Linked DNA regions of Mus musculus: region 2 is linked to region 1. The links are chromatin contacts, called in public promoter capture Hi-C maps. All regions are on one chromosome and are shown on one strand. The core of a region is the stretch at or near the end of the contact, and the rest is flanking DNA. Distances in the headings are between cores, read along the strand shown. Region 1 holds the start of Sall1 (spalt like transcription factor 1). Region 2 holds the start of Irx3os (a long non-coding RNA gene).

The links. Promoter capture Hi-C pulls out the DNA fragments that hold promoters and counts their contacts.
Region 2: a contact with region 1 is called in a promoter capture Hi-C map of hippocampal neurons, with 13 times the contacts expected there. The contact joins the promoter of Irx3os here to the promoter of Sall1 in region 1. A contact is called at or near these places in 1 of 39 promoter capture datasets (hippocampal neurons), 4 of 484 Hi-C or Micro-C datasets (B cells, cortical neurons and embryonic stem cells) and 1 of 9 other capture datasets (liver).

Annotation. Positions count from the first base shown.
Region 1 is chr8:89,038,893-89,046,204 of GRCm38.p6, forward strand. It overlaps Sall1 (spalt like transcription factor 1), which reads right to left and starts at 3,970. Exons shown (of 3, transcript NM_001371070.1): 1 at 3,460-3,970. The coding sequence starts at 3,535. It overlaps Gm3134 (predicted gene 3134), which reads left to right and starts at 2,351. Exons shown (of 3, transcript NR_166639.1): 1 at 2,351-2,904.
Region 2 is chr8:91,800,058-91,807,369 of GRCm38.p6, forward strand. Irx3os (a long non-coding RNA gene) reads left to right here and starts at 3,279. Exons shown (of 4, transcript XR_003947581.1): 1 at 3,279-3,663; 2 at 3,756-4,786; 3 at 5,242-6,306. It overlaps Irx3 (Iroquois related homeobox 3), which reads right to left and starts at 1,597. Exons shown (of 4, transcript NM_008393.3): 1 at 908-1,597; 2 at 1-741. The coding sequence starts at 1,183.

The DNA.
Region 1 (7,312 bases), core at 2,720-5,219:
AGGTATTCCTTAGGAGAGTCAATGCTTTCTCTGTAATTCCCGATGTTCTAAGTTTCTTCCAACATTATCCTTTCCTTTAAAAAGCTGAGCAGCAAAATTGTTAAACGAATGGAGTCGGAATGGGGCCTGTTAGAAGCTGCAGGAATCTTGAAACCATCACCACCAAATGGAGTGAACCAACCCAACCAAAAAACTCAACACACACACAGACACACACACAGACACACACACACAGACACACACACACAGATACACACACACACACACACACAGGCACGCACCTGGAAATCCAAACTCAAAGAAAAGTAACCACAAATTAAATCATTAGATTTGCACATTCCCTTTTCCAGGATTTATCCATCATGGTAAATAATTCTTCCAAGGCTACTTATCTCTCTACAAGTAACTGGAGACTTGTTGAATATCTTTTAAGAGATGAACCCTACTCACCACAATCCCAGTTTTCATAAGGAACAGAAAAATACCTTATAGGAATACTCAAGTAGAATAAACTATCAAGGTTCTAAGATTAACTTCTAAGATCAACTAAATAATCATTTTTTTTTAAATTGAATGGTGGTGTTGGGACTGGTGCTTAGCAAGGCGTAGCTTTCTTTGTAAAACTCAAACACGACACATACTACAGGATGGGGCCACAGAACATAGAATTAGAGTGGCTGCTTCAGGGCCACTGTGGCTCTGAAAACTTTTCTAAGGTTTTCCTCTGTGTAGAAGTCAGACAGTCTGGGGGACAACACGGGAGGGAGAAGGGTCTAAACAAGATCTACTTTGGTAATGCCTGATATTTCATATGCTGTGTGTAGTAAGACCCTCTTGAGACAAGAGAAAGTGTAAAGCTGGCATCTGAGTAAGGGGTTGCCTTCCAAAGTAAAAAAAAACAAAAACAAAAACAAAAACAAAAACAAAAAAACCCACCAAACGCCCAACAGCAGCGGCTCCTCAGGCACATGTTCTGTTCTGGGTAGGGAAATGGATGGAGATGGCTGGACTCGTTGCAGAAGAGTCGACTTTTAAAAGCAAACGTGAGCTGTGTCATGCACTTTCCTCTGTATGTCTCTCACAACTATTCCCAAATGAAAAGATTCGGGGTATGGCGGGCCCTCCTGACTGTCAGCTGCTGGGGAGGGCTGCTTGTGTAGAGTACTATTACAGCACACTAAATCCTGTAACCCTATTACAAAACCTGCCCTCTAGTCAACTTCTCCCAAACTTATTGTTCAGCCATGTAAAAACAGTCATAACCTAAAACTATTACTACTGAAGAAAAGGAGGGAGTAAGGAGCTGGCCTGGGAGGGGTGTTTCCTAGGGTGTTCGGGATAATCACTGCTTTAATCACAATGAACCAGCTTTTAGGAAGAAAAAAGGAGAAATTAAGTGAAAAAAAAGAAGGAAAAGAAAGAAAGGAAACTTGATTCAGTTCCTTAATTAACTTACCTCACAGCTCAAATAAACTAAAAAAAAAATTGTACTAATAAATAATAATAGTAAGAGGCAGTGAACTCCTTTAATGCTATCGCTTTATGAGAAGCCTTAACTATTAAAAATTCCAGCTCTAGACTCAAAGCGAAGAACTAGCAAGGGTCTTTTCTTCCCAAGCTCGAGGTGGTGGTTGTTAGTTTTGAAATTCTTTGCGTGGAAAATACAAACAACCAGTATAAATTTAAAAAACAAAAACCAAAAAACACCTCTCTTTCCCCAGGTTGTTTTTCTCCCACCCCCACCCCCGTATGCAAATTGTTAAGTTTTAACAGCATCCCGGTGCAAAGGCCTCACTTTAGGAAAGATTGTTGTGGGGGCGGCAGAAAGCCTAAGAAACTAGCTGAGAAACCCCACAAAAATAGTCCGAGTGGTTGCTGCGGCCTTGGCTAATTTCATCTGGTTTTACCCTCAAACCGGTTCTTTTGGGGTGGGAAACTGGGTGTGTTTCAAGGGATCCTTCCAGAGGACTCAGAGAATCACACTGGTGAGGCTTCGAGCTTCCAAAGGTGCTGGGCAAAACAGTTGCCTTAATGGCTCTCAGATCGCCTGAAAAAATGTCCAGGTGTCTCACGCCAGGATTGCCCTCTCCCAACAGCGAGGAGGAAGTAAGCTGTCGATCCCTTGTCGCTCTGGCTCTGCCTGCGCGTACCCGCACCCAGAGCCGCTCAGAGCCAGGCCTCTGGGGACGGAGCCTGCGATGTGGGGCTCCAGCGCCCGCAGAGCGTAGTGGCCAGAGGTGCGGATCTCAGGTCACGCTTCCGAGCTCTGCTGGGGTGCAGCTCCTTCCTCCACGCCCGGGATCGAGGATTCCCGAAGGGCAGCCGGGGCCGCCGAGCCTCGGGTCTGGTCACTCTCCAACCGACGCAGCGGAGAGTCAGGCACAAAGTCCGGTGACCCCGGAACCGAGCGTAGCCTCTGGCCTGGGAGCTCGGAAACTCTGCCCTAGAACAGTTCAGGTCAAGCTGGGGTCGGAGGGGGTCTTCCCTCAGTGACCCCAGTTCCCTGCGCGGGTCTCTCCCATTCTAGGCCACAGTTCCCGCACACAAACTTTTCCCTACTCATTCAGTCCTTTCGGAACCCTGCCTTCATTGCTCGGCTGGCTCCAGGGGTCTGGCGGGCTAATACCCGGGACCCAAGAAAGTGTCTAATGACCCTTACCAGAACGGGTCCCGAAGGATGGGACTCCATAATACGTGGGGTGCACACATCCAAGCCCGACTTTGACGGGTTATGGGTGCAAGTGTGGAAAGAAACGACAGGAGAACAAACTTGGGAAGCCGGACCAAGCGACACTTCCCTGTCCCTAAGTCAGTCTCCAGAGCGACCGGCAGCACTCGGCCGCGACCCCAGGATGTCGCTCCTCCACCCCAACCCCCAGTTCTCACGGCTCGGAACCCCCAAAGGTACCATGTTTCGCCCGCTAGCCAAGTGGGAACGAGAGTTTGGGGGGGGGGTGGGTACGGAGAGCTCCCCACGCGCTCGGCGTTCAGCCACCCGGACGAAGTAAACTTCTTTAACGTTGGCCGCAGGGCTGGGCGGTGAGGCCCAGGCGACAGAGGCCCAGCCCGGGGACCCGGGTGGCGCGCGGGGAGCGGGAGAGAGCTCGCGTGGGCAGCTCCAGATGGCCTCTGCCCGAGAGATCGCCCCTCGGGGCGGCAGGGTCGTGGCCGCGGCTTCTCCGACCCTCTGGGCGGAGGAGCGAGCCGGCCAGTCGACCCTACTCCGCCCAGTCGAGGACACGGAACTCCGGAAAGCTCCAGCCGGGATAGGCTGGCTCTCCCGGGACAGGGGAAGCCTGGCCCGGCAAATTGAAATCGAGGAAGCATGAAATAAAATCAGACGCGCCGAGTGCAGAAGGCGAAAGCGGCGGTGGGCGCGGGGCCCGCCGCGTGTGCGTGGGTCCGAGTGTGCGTGTGAGTGCGTGTCTGTGTGTCCGCGGCGCCGGCCGGAGCACTCACCATCTCGCCGGGGGAGCGAGGCCACTTCGGGGTCGGATTGGAAATGTTGAGGCTTCGCTTGCTTCCTCCGCGACATGCTGGCTCAAACATCAGCTGGGGCAGAATAAAAAATTACTAAAAAAAAATCTTCTCAAAATTACGGAAATCGAGCGGCGGCGGCGGCGGCTCCCCCCGCCCGCCGGCCCGCCCGCCCCCTCCCCGGCTCCCCGGCCCCGGGCACAGCGCGCATGTGTCCTGCTATAATTATGATTATCAATAATGCATTGCGATTAATCATAGAGGGGCTCTTTGAAAGGCGATTGGCACCGGGCCAGCGCTATTCAAACCCGCTCGCCTTAATCAATTAGTTCGTGATTTGCTGCAGACCCCTGTCTCTCCGCGCGCTGGCCCAATAAGCCGGCCGCGGGGCTGGCTCTGCGCGCCGCGCCGCCCGACTCTTGGTTAACCCTCTTGGCGACCGCCGGGGACTCCGCGGCCCGGCCGCCGGGGGCCTGCCTCCTCGCCACTGCGCGCCCAGCGCCCCGGCCGGCGCCCCCCGCTCGTTCCCCTCCCCCCTCCCCCGCCCTCCATCCCGGGCTGGGCCGACCCGAATTAGCATGCTCGCCCGGGAGCCTAGCGGAGCAGGGCCGCGTGGGGGTGGGGCTGGCGGCGGGGGCTGGGGACCCAGGCTGCGGGCGAGCGGCGAACTTCCTAACTCCCGCGCTGCGTACTGGCCCGCGAGGGGGAGGGAGTCCCGTGGCGGGACGGGGTAGGAGAGGGCGCCCCATTTCGTGAGTGTTCCTTCATTTTCTTTAAGAGCTACCAGAAAGCAGCCCACCCCCACTCTCATAAAAAAAAAAAAGCGAGTGGGGAAGAGCCAGCCCCACGCCAGTCCGCCTCCCGCTCGCTGCCGGGCCTCCCTCCCGCCTGCCCGCCGCCTGGCTCGGAGATCCTTCGCCCAGAGTTCTCCACTCTCAGGATCCCGGGCTCGCGGGGGTGCGGAGAAGAGGACCCAGGAAAGGTTTGGGGACGTGATGGGTTTGGGGCTTGGGGGGAGGGGCAGTTTTCTCGCCACCCCATCCTCTCCCTGCCTGGGAGCGGCGACCCTCCAGCCTCTTGCTGGCTCCTTAGCTCCCTTTCTCTACCTTGGACATTCCCGGGACAATTAGGGCTGAAGTTTTCGGGAGAAGCGCCCCGAGCCCGTGGGATAAGGGGGCGGCTCGGCTCCGCCCAGGACCCCCTCCCGAACCTCCCCCCGGCCGCCCCGGTTGGCTGCAGGGCGCGTCACTCCGCGGGGAGGCGGCGGCCACCGTGGCGCCGCCAAGCTCCGGGCGGGTGGAGAGCAAGGACCTGCCTGAGCTCCGAGTTCAGCTTCTGCGGGAGGGAGGGGAGGGGCGCAGCTAATTCTGTGCTAAGCAGCGCTCCCCTGGCCTGGGTGGTGCTGCTGGAGCCAGACCCTAGGCACCGCCTCTACCCTGGACCCTAGTGCTCCGTGTCCTAGGGGTGGAGGCCGCCACCTCGTCGCAGACGAGGTGGCTACCCGGAGTGAGTGAGCATGGAGGGGGGGTCCTGTTCGTTGCCCTGCTAGCTACGCCGTGACTCGCCTTCACTTTTCCGACACTTGCTACGTGCGGCGCCCAAACTTTTCTCTCCATCTCTCTCTGTTTCTCTCCCAGAGCTGGGAGCCAGCCTCTCTTACCCGCTCACGGGACCCAGGGATCCGGGCCCTGTACTCCCTCTTCCGGGTTTGGGCGCCTGCGAACCTGAGGCTTGGTCCTCGGCTTAGTTTAGACCTCCTCCTGCCTCGGGGTTTCCGCTCGCCGAGGTTCCCGAAGTCCTGCACCCGAAGGACTAAACTAACTAAACTTCGGCTGAGTAATGGGGGTGGAGGCGGGGGAGGGGTGCAGATACACAATCCTTGCCCTATCTCGCGATCAGGAGAGGAGAGGGCTCATAAGGACGCCCCAATTCTGGAGCGCCTTTGAGTCTGGATCGTGACACAGTCGGCTCGCGCGAAGTGGGCACTAGCCTTCACAGCAGAGCCTTGGAACTCAGGACCCATGTCGCACTCTCTTAAATGGCTTTTAGCCCCTTTCCACGGTTCTTTTTCCCCTAATCTTTTGTGTGCTAGTTGAAAGTATCTTTTTATGTCTGCTGACTTTATACTTCTTGGTTTAACTTCTGCCTTCTTTCCTTCTCCCCGTCCATCCTTCCTCTCTCTCTTTTTTTTTTTATTTTGTCCTTGCTCTCCCACCCCTCGCGCGTCTCCCTGGTCTCCGGCTCTCTCCCGCATCTCGCTCTTCCCTTCTCTCCAGGTTCTGTTGGGTACTGTAGATTTTGATAAAAAGACAAACGAAGCTATCAGTGGCTCTGATGTTGAAGAATGAAGATAATAATGTTTCCATAGGTGGTGTTTCAAATGCCATTATTTCTCACTGAATATTTAAAGAGATCTCTCGGCAAAGATGGATTTGCGCGCTCCTGGGGTGCTAGCCGCTTACTTTCCCCAAACCCCCGGGAACGTGATCAGACCGGAACACTTTTAAATCTAGCACTCTCCCCTACCCCGCAAATCGGAGCGCTTGAAAACACACCAACGTGCACCCCTCAGGGTGCACCGAAGCTTCCAGGCGCACCTTTCTTCCTTGAATCTGCCGGTATTTAGAGCCGCCCTCAACAGTCTTTAACATTCTTGGCTTCTTGAAAGTCCTGGCCTCCGGGCAATCCAGTGGCCAGAAACCCAGTGGAGCTGGCGGTCCTACAAGCCCTTCTCGGGGTGTGCTCCGCGGGAAGCTCCAGGGAGATGCTTCACACGTGCTCACTGTTGGCTCTATGTGTGATTAAGGGTGGGGGGAATCTCCCCCCAAACACCACAAACGAACGAAAACGCAAAATCTGCTGCTTCGCGCTGTTTAATTAAAAATGGGCGAGCAGAGACGAATTAATTGCGGGTATCTAAACTTTGATAACTTTTTTCGTTCTTTTGAGTCCTCGACGACGTAGAGGCGGGCGCCTGGCTCTGTGAGCGGCATCCCCCGCTAATTTCTTGTTTGTTTTCTTTCCCTTTGGCCGGGAGAGAGAAGAGGGGAGGTGGAGGAGGGGGATGGGAGGAAGGGGACGGTTGGAATGGCCGGGAGAGAATTGGTCTTTATTGTTGGTGGCGATACATCAATTACAGGCCATTGTCTCGCGCCCAAGTTCCGCGGTTCGCTGGTGCGGTCGCCGAAGTGTCAGCAAGCTGGCGAGGCACCGCGTGCCGCAGAGCAAAGACATAATTAAATCAATAAAAAATGGACACAGATTGGGGTTTATTTTTTTATTTTTGAACGGGTCGGGAAAGAGAAGGATAGTGAGGTGCCACAGCTGGGGTTCCTTCTAACCTGCACACCTCCAGGCCAGGGCGCTCCATAGGGTCGAGTCCTCCAAACCATGGATGGGGGCTGCTCCTGGGAAATACGGCGAAGAGGTTGTGGCTTGTAGGATCCTGGGGTGGGGGGTGGGGGGCTGGTATTTAGGGACAGATACCCAATAGGGAATGGGGATAGCCCCAAATGAGGTGACAGCTGCGTGGGGGTCGCGACCTCTCAGACCAAGACGAAACGGACCCTGTGGAGGCACTTAGCAATTGTACAAACTGCCTTTGGGGTGCGGGGATGTCTATGTTCCCTCCACAGTATAGCCTCAGTTTCCCGAGGTCTAGTTTGTCCGCGGTGAGTTGGCTGGCCCGAGGGCGGTGGTCTAGGGCTGCGGCCATAGAGAAATTTTCAAGGAAGGTGTTTCCGGACTTCTTTGTTTGAGCTCCAATTTTAGGAAGGGGTGGTCGCATGAAGGCCTTCTGTTCTGAGGCCTGGTTCTTCTACCCGCAAAGTTTTCT
Region 2 (7,312 bases), core at 2,029-4,528, 2.8 Mb after region 1:
CGGAGCGCAGGGATCCAGGCTGGAGGGTGGAGAAGGTGGAGATGCAGGAGCCCTGGCCACGGGCGGTGGCGGTGGGGCCAGGCTCAGGACCGACAGTGGTCGGTCCTCCAAGCCTTCGGAGCTGTCGTCCGAGTCGCTAGTTTTGCAGTCCGAAATGGGTCCCAGGCCGAAGTCGCCGTTCCTGTGCGCCGCCCCAGCCAGGGTCAGCTCCGACCCGGCTGCCGCGCTGTCTAAGTTTTCCAAATCGATCTCCTCATCCTCGTCGTCGTCGGCCAGCCCCTCGCCCCCCGTGTCCTCCTCCTCTCCTGCGAGCTCCTCCTCCTCCATCTCCAGCTCGCGTTTGCTCTCTTCCTCGTCTTCCTCTTCGTCCTCCTCCTCCCGCTCGCTCCCATAAGCATTGCCCTCCTCGTCCGTGCGACTACGGGGAGCCCACGTCATCTTGTTCTCCTTCTTGAGGCGCCGGCGCGCGTTGGCGAACCAGGTGGACACCTGGGTGAGGGTCATCTTGGTGATGATGGCCAACATGATCTTCTCGCCCTTGGTGGGGTACGGGTTCTTGCGGTGCTCGTTGAGCCAGGCCTTGAGCGTGCTCGTGCTTTCCCGGGTGGCGTTCTTGGGACGGGACGGGTCCCCGAACTGGTACTGGCCATAGGGGTAGAAGGCGGGGTGCGGGTGCGGGAACGCGGCGGCCGTGGCCGGATGCTGGACGCCAGGGCTGTCCTTCAGCTCATACTGAGCGCCCTGTACGCACATGGAAAAGGAAGGGGACACGCGCGCAGGGAGCGCGAGTGAGCTCCTGCCGTCCCCACCTTTATCCTCCCGCCGGGACCCCAGCTTTCTTCTGCACGCTCACCTTGCCCCACACCCCAACTCCAACCCCTCTCTCCCGGGTTTCTCTGGCTCTTACCAGCTGTGGGAAGATGGGCAGCTCCGTGGCGTAGGGCAGGAAGGCGCCGTAACCCTGAGCGGCGGCGGCGGCAGCTGCGGCAGCGGCGTAGGGTGCCCCGTACACTGATGAAAGCACATTGGATAGGGACCCAGAGGCGGCCAACTCGGAGGCTCCGGCGCCGGGACCGCTCCGGCCCCCAGCGCTACTGCCGCCTCCACCGCCGCCCGCAGCTCCCGGGCGTTCGGGTGGGTAGAGAGGGCGGATGTACTGGTATCCGAGCTGGGGGAAGGACATGGTGGCCCGCGGCGCACCTACGGACTGGGGGCCCGGACCCCCGAGCCGCCGTGCTCAGCTCCGGACCCCGGCTCCGGAGCGCATCGGGGGCTGGGCCGAGCCCGGGCCGCGCTGCGTCGCGCTCCGCGTTCGCCTATTGATCTGCTCCGCGGCGGGCGGCGGCGGCGGCAGCGGCGGCAGCGAGGAGTCAGGTCAGGTCCGAACAGATTGGCCGAGATTCCCTGGGCTCCGGGCTCTGATTGACATTTCTACGGGGCCTCAAGCCCCTCCTCTCTGCGCAGCACTCCCTCCTCTAGGCCGGGCGAGCCGCTCTGCGCTAGGCGCTCAGTTCTGCCCTCCTCTCCGGGAGCTGTGTCGCGCCTCGCTTCCTTCGCCCTCCTCTAGTTTACACTCTCCTCCTGTCCTGTCCTCTCCCCTCCCCTCGCTGCGTCCCCCCTCACCCCACCCCTGGCCGCTTCCGCTCCCGAGGCTCCTTCGCAGTCCTGGACGCTGGGAAACTGCGGTTCTTTTTGCTCTTTCTGTTTCTCACGGTTGCTTTTGCTCACCTTTCTGCTCTCTTCACTTTTCCTAGTCTGACTCCTCTCTTTTAAATCTCTTTACTCTCTCGTTCTCTCTTCCCCTCTTCCCCGGTCTCCGCACCCTGAGCTAAGGCGGCTTAAAGTTGAAGACACTTAGAACGCTGTGCGGGGGGTGTGTGTCCGCGTCAGTGTCTGTGTGTCCGTCCCCGCCCTTCCACCCCCTCCTTCACCCTTCCCCAAATCTCGAGTCTGACGTCGCGCCCTCTTATTCGACTTTTCCCTGCGTCTCCTCCTGGAGTCGCCAATCACCCGGGAGCCTTCTGGGCGAGGCGGCCCTCCCCCGCGAGTACAGAGCGCCGGGCGGGGCGGGGCGGGACTGGACTCAGTCTCTTCCCGCCCCCTCCTGCCCGCACTCGGAGGGGAGAGCCGAGACCACGAGTGGCGGCTTAGTACAGGGTCACCTAGCCCCTCAGGTCTTCCAACTCCTCAATTCTCAGCCCCCTTCGAAGCTGTAGTTCCGGGTTGGGACAGGACCCTGGACCAAGGCAGGCTTCCGGGGCTTCCCGCCCTCCCCCCCCCCCCCCCGTGGCTCCCTTTGCACTTTTCAGCTCTGGTCCCTAGGTCGTTCTCCAAAGCCTAAGCCTGCAGCTAAAAGAGTGAACGTGCTGCCTGGGAGTTGGGAGTGCTGCCTCTCCGAGCTTTAAAAGACCTATTCTGTGCTGGGTGGGGGGAGGGCGGGGGAACCCCGCAGTTTGCTACATTTACACCTCCAGGGTACCTTGTTGAGAATCCTCACAAGAAATAGTGAGTTTGGCGCCTAGGTGGTCTGGTGGAACAAGCAAGGAGTTGGTGGAGCTCCTGGCTATGGAGTGGGGGAGGAGCAGAGAAACTTAGAGCCTAGGCTCTGGGAACTTTCCGAAAGCTCTTCCGAGAAGTTTCTATGTTGGTGTGATTTTTTTTTTTTTAATTGCGACCATTCATTTCACTATCCCCCTCCCCTTTCCGCTCTCTGGTCCCCAGACCCAGCGTTTTTCTTTTGGCGAGAATTCCCCCAGAGCCGTAGAGAGTGTGCATTGTGGGGGCGGGGAGCAAGACTTTGGTTTTATGGTAGGATATTTCCTAAATCTAACTTGAAATGTGAGTGTCCAAGTGCCCACCGTCACGGATTAGTGTGTGCAGTGGAAAGTCATACTGAAATTCCCGGGATAGCTGGAGCTCCCAGATAAGGCTGTAGCGGCGACCCACGCGCGGGCCAGGCCTGCTGTGGGCCTGCGGACTGAACAACTCCCCGGCTGCGATTCTTCAGTAGAGTGAAGAGCCCTAGCTTAGAGGCAGAAAAACCACCCCAAGGGCCTCCGACTGAACTAAGAATCAAACCGGAACTCGCCAGCTTGGAGGAATCTAAGGGTCCCGGGCTGGCCGGGCTCTAGTGTGAATACAGTTAGGGAATGGATTTCTTTCTCCCTGGCCCTGGCCTCCAGTTTTGACCCCCATGTCCCACCTCTGGCTGCATTCCACTGACCTTAGGCTCCAGGAGGTACTAACTCAGAAAATTAGTGGGAGAAACACAAACAGAAGTTTGGGGAGCTACCAAGTCTAGGGTTCGATGTCAGCATGTGGGGTCTTCCTAAATTGAATCTGTGCAGCTTCTCTGTGGTCTCCTGGTCTCCTTGCCTGGTGCTGGAGGTTGGCTTTAAGGTGAGCCTGGACAGAGGAGGCATAGTAGGATCAGCTCAGGCCTTCGAATGGCTTCCCCGCAGCCTGATTCCGTTTCTGGTTAAACCTGTCACAGGAAGCCAGGGCTCACCTGCTCAAGCAAAGGTCTTAGGGTTGTAGAATAGAGGTGACATTATTTTCCAGGATCTTTCCTGTGTATAGGATGGTGAGTCTTTTAAGACAGCCGGGACGACCTACCTACACAGAACTGGACCAGACCAATGGGCGACAGAGCCAGATTGCAAGGTGGGCGAAGGGGTTTCGCTGTACATGTCTGGGCAAAACCACGAGTATTTCATTCCTTTTTGTTTGTTTGTTTGTTTTGTTTTGTTTTTCAGAAGGGAAAGAAAAACAAAACGCAACACCACACAACAACACCACACAAGAGCCTCTGAGATGCTCCTTCCTTCCTTACTGCATTAACCAGCTATCGACCTGGTTGTGTCCGATTGCGATGATGGGCTGAGAGAAAGAACACCGGAAGAGCCAGGCTGTTCTCAGGAAGGACTCACGCCGGCCACGGGGCCGCCCCTGGCCCAGAGGGTGAACCTCTAGACCCAGGCATGAACCTAAGAACCTCGCTTAATTAGATTCCTCCAGGCATCCCAGGCCTGGAGTAGAAACAGCTACCAGTTACCCCGTGACCAACTGGGAAGAGCTTTGGTCTGGCCCTGAAATCAGCAACCCACGCCGGGACCCAGTATCCCAAGCGACTGGAGTCACTGCATGGCTCTGATTCCTCAACAAGACCAGGCCAGTGGAACTCAGCTCTTAGACTAAACTCGCGAGTCCGCGGAGAGCTGAAGCTTTTCATGGGATTTTTAATCCAGGAGATTAGGTCAGACAGACAGATTCGCACAGAGAGTGAGGAGAAGCAGGTGCATCGGGAGTTGATTGGGGAAAGACCTGAGCGCAACAGCAGGAGACCAGCAGGAGCTTCTCCCTCACCCCCTCTTTCTCCCAACAGGCACAGTGCACAAAGCGCTCGCCGCGGACGCTCTGTGGTCTGGGATCAGGGCGCCAGGAGCATACAGAAAAGGTGTACGCCGAGGACACGTGGCGCACGAAGCTGTGCGCGCTGGAGGACAACTACAAGGGGTGCCCTATGTGTAGCCAGAGGCCCACCAGCTTCGGGGTCGGACACTCCGAACCACCAGCCCCCATCTCTTCCCTCCCCTGGTCCAGCTCCCCGATGTGCCCGTGCCCCCCGTCGTTGGGAGCTTCTGCAGCTGTGTCTCCCAGCTCGGACAGAGTTCACTCCTTTCCTCCCAAGGCTCAGAGTCCCCCAGAGGCGGTGCGGGCTGGCTATCCTTCAGCTTCTTGCAGAGGCTGCTGCGTACGCTCCCCCCCCCCCCAGCTGGGGTTACAGGTTAATGAAACGCTCGTTTTCCTCAGTCATTTGTTTTGTTTTCCTGCAAAGTTCTGATAAGTAGCTAACCAACGAAGCTTGTAATTACAATCTTACAGAAACCGGGCCGATCTGTATATAAATCTCACCATCCAATTACAAGATGTAATAATTTTGCACTCAAGCTGGTAATGAGGTCTAATACTCGCGCATGCGATAATCCCCTCTGGATGCTGGCTTGATCAGATGTTGGCTTTGTAATTAGACGGGCAGAAAATCATTATTTCATGTTCAAATAGAAAATGAGGTTGGTGGGAAGTTAATTTCTCTCCGCTCTGTGAAGCGTAGACAAGAATTTAATGATTTAATTACAGTTGTAAGCCCTTTCCATGAGACTTAAATTGAGCTGAGAATATTTTTTTCCTTTTCTCTCTCTCCCCCTCTCTGGCTTTCTCATTCTCTCTCTCCGCTATTAGCAGCCACACGGACTTGCAGATGCATGGCCTGGCGTAGCACCGGGAGGAATTCACATTTGACTGTGAATCCGGCCTCGGAGCATCCCAGGAGGCGCGGGCCGGGCGCCGGCACGTCTGCCGTGCAACGCTGGCTGAGCCCTGTAAGCCGTCAGGGCCCGGGAGGCTGTCCCTGGTCCAGAGGCGCTACGGGAAACTTTGAGGCAAACTTTGCAAACTTCTTTCTCGGAGTTAAGAGAGGCCGCCGGTCAGAAAGGCTGCGGCGGCAGCAGCGTGGGCCCCAGGCCGGATTTGTACACCGCCGAACTGGCCCTGCGGCCCCAGAAGGAGCGCGAGGCTCTCCAGCGTGCCCATCTCTGCCTGCACCTCCCGGACCAGGGCCCCTGCCACTGGCCTTCGAGTGGCCAGCTCTACGCAGCTCCCGGAATCTCAGCATGGAAGGAAAACCGTGGCCCTGTGCACCAGTGGTTTTGTTTCTCTTTCTCTCTGCAAAAACATCCACTTTCCACCTGCGCTGAGCTTTTTCGCTGATCTTTTTTTTTTTCTTTCTTTTCCGTCCTGTCTATTTCTCACACTTTCTGTATGTTTGATTTCCGGGGATGTATTTTTCTCTTTCTTTGAGTCCAAGTGTGTTGTTCGATCCTTTTATTTTTATTTTCCTGGACCGTTTTCTTAAAGCTCATTCTTTTTTGCCTCTCCCTTCCGTGTCTCTGCCCCCCCCCTCCTCAGTTTCATCTTCTTCCTTTTCTCCCTCCCTCTCTTACCCCATCTGCCCTATTTCAATCTTGATCTACCCCAGGCTCTCCTTTGCTGGTTTCTTCTCTTTTCCTTTCCTCTACAGTCTGTCCCCTCCCCCGCCCGTGGATCTGCTTCTCGGGCATCCCCTCCCTCCTCATCCATCTTGGGAGATGAATATGTCGCCTTATTGGATGCGGAGGCCAAAGCAGGGCAATGGGGCTCGGCCAACGCCGCACATTTTCTTCATGCATATTGAGAATATGGTAATGAGCGCGTTTGCATTGTTGCATGGAAATGATGCGACTCCCTCTGCGGTGCGGAGTGGGCAAGGTTGGTGTGGACCCAAGAGAGCTCGGTAGTGGGGACTGGGCCTGGTGGCCATAGTGACCCACGGGGGGACAAGGACGTGACCTCTAGGAGCGCCCTGCTCTCCCTCCGCCTGCTCTGGCTTCCAGAAAGGCGTCACTACCCGGGTTAAACCTTGGAGAAGGGAAGCCAGCCTCGCTTGCCCGCCCGGTTGTAGCGTCCCTGGTCCCGGCCTGAAAACCCTTCCCCGCTATTTTAGAGTTCTGGGAAGGAGAGTCTGTTCTCTAATGGCTACACATTGTTTGCAACTTGAGTGATCCTTTAGGATGAAACACGGCCCTACGCCATCCGGCGGGCGGGTGGACATCGTTTGCCCCGCCAGGTTGAACTCTGGCCAGTTGGCCCTCAGCGGGGATAAGGTTGAACACCCCTCCCCCCAGTTATCCAACAGAGGCAGCTCTTCCCCGAGGCCAGCCAAGTTCAGGTGAAGGGACCCAGGGCCTGCAGAAGGGTGAAATTCTGTTGAAGCAGGCCAGGCTCTGCCTGGGACTGGGAAGGAAGCCATGTTACACTTGCTGGGAGCTCAGAGCCCCGGAACCCCTATTTAGCAGTCAAACCTCACCACAGCTCACCTCAGGACATTTTCCTGCCTCCTTCTCCCCCATTTCCTATTCGGGAAGTCCCTAGCAGGGGCTCCAGGGCCGAAATGCATTGTGGAAAGGCAGCTCTGAATAGGGTCAGGTTTCCCAACCTTCTAGCATTCTGCCCGTGGCTAAGGACTGAAGAGTTTCGCTTCAACCGAGTGCTTTTCAAAACTCAAGTGTCTCTTTCTGGGAAAGCGTTTGATCCGTCCCCTACTTCGGCAAACTGGAAAGTAGCGGTTAGCAGAAAGGAAACCTAGCTAGGAGCAAACCATGCTCCTAAGCCTTGCACCTTCCCACTTGGGGTTCAAGTGCTTCCTGTGTTATTAACAAGGCAGCTTTGGGTGTGTGAGTAGTGACTCTTGGAAGACAAGAGCATAAAAACGAAT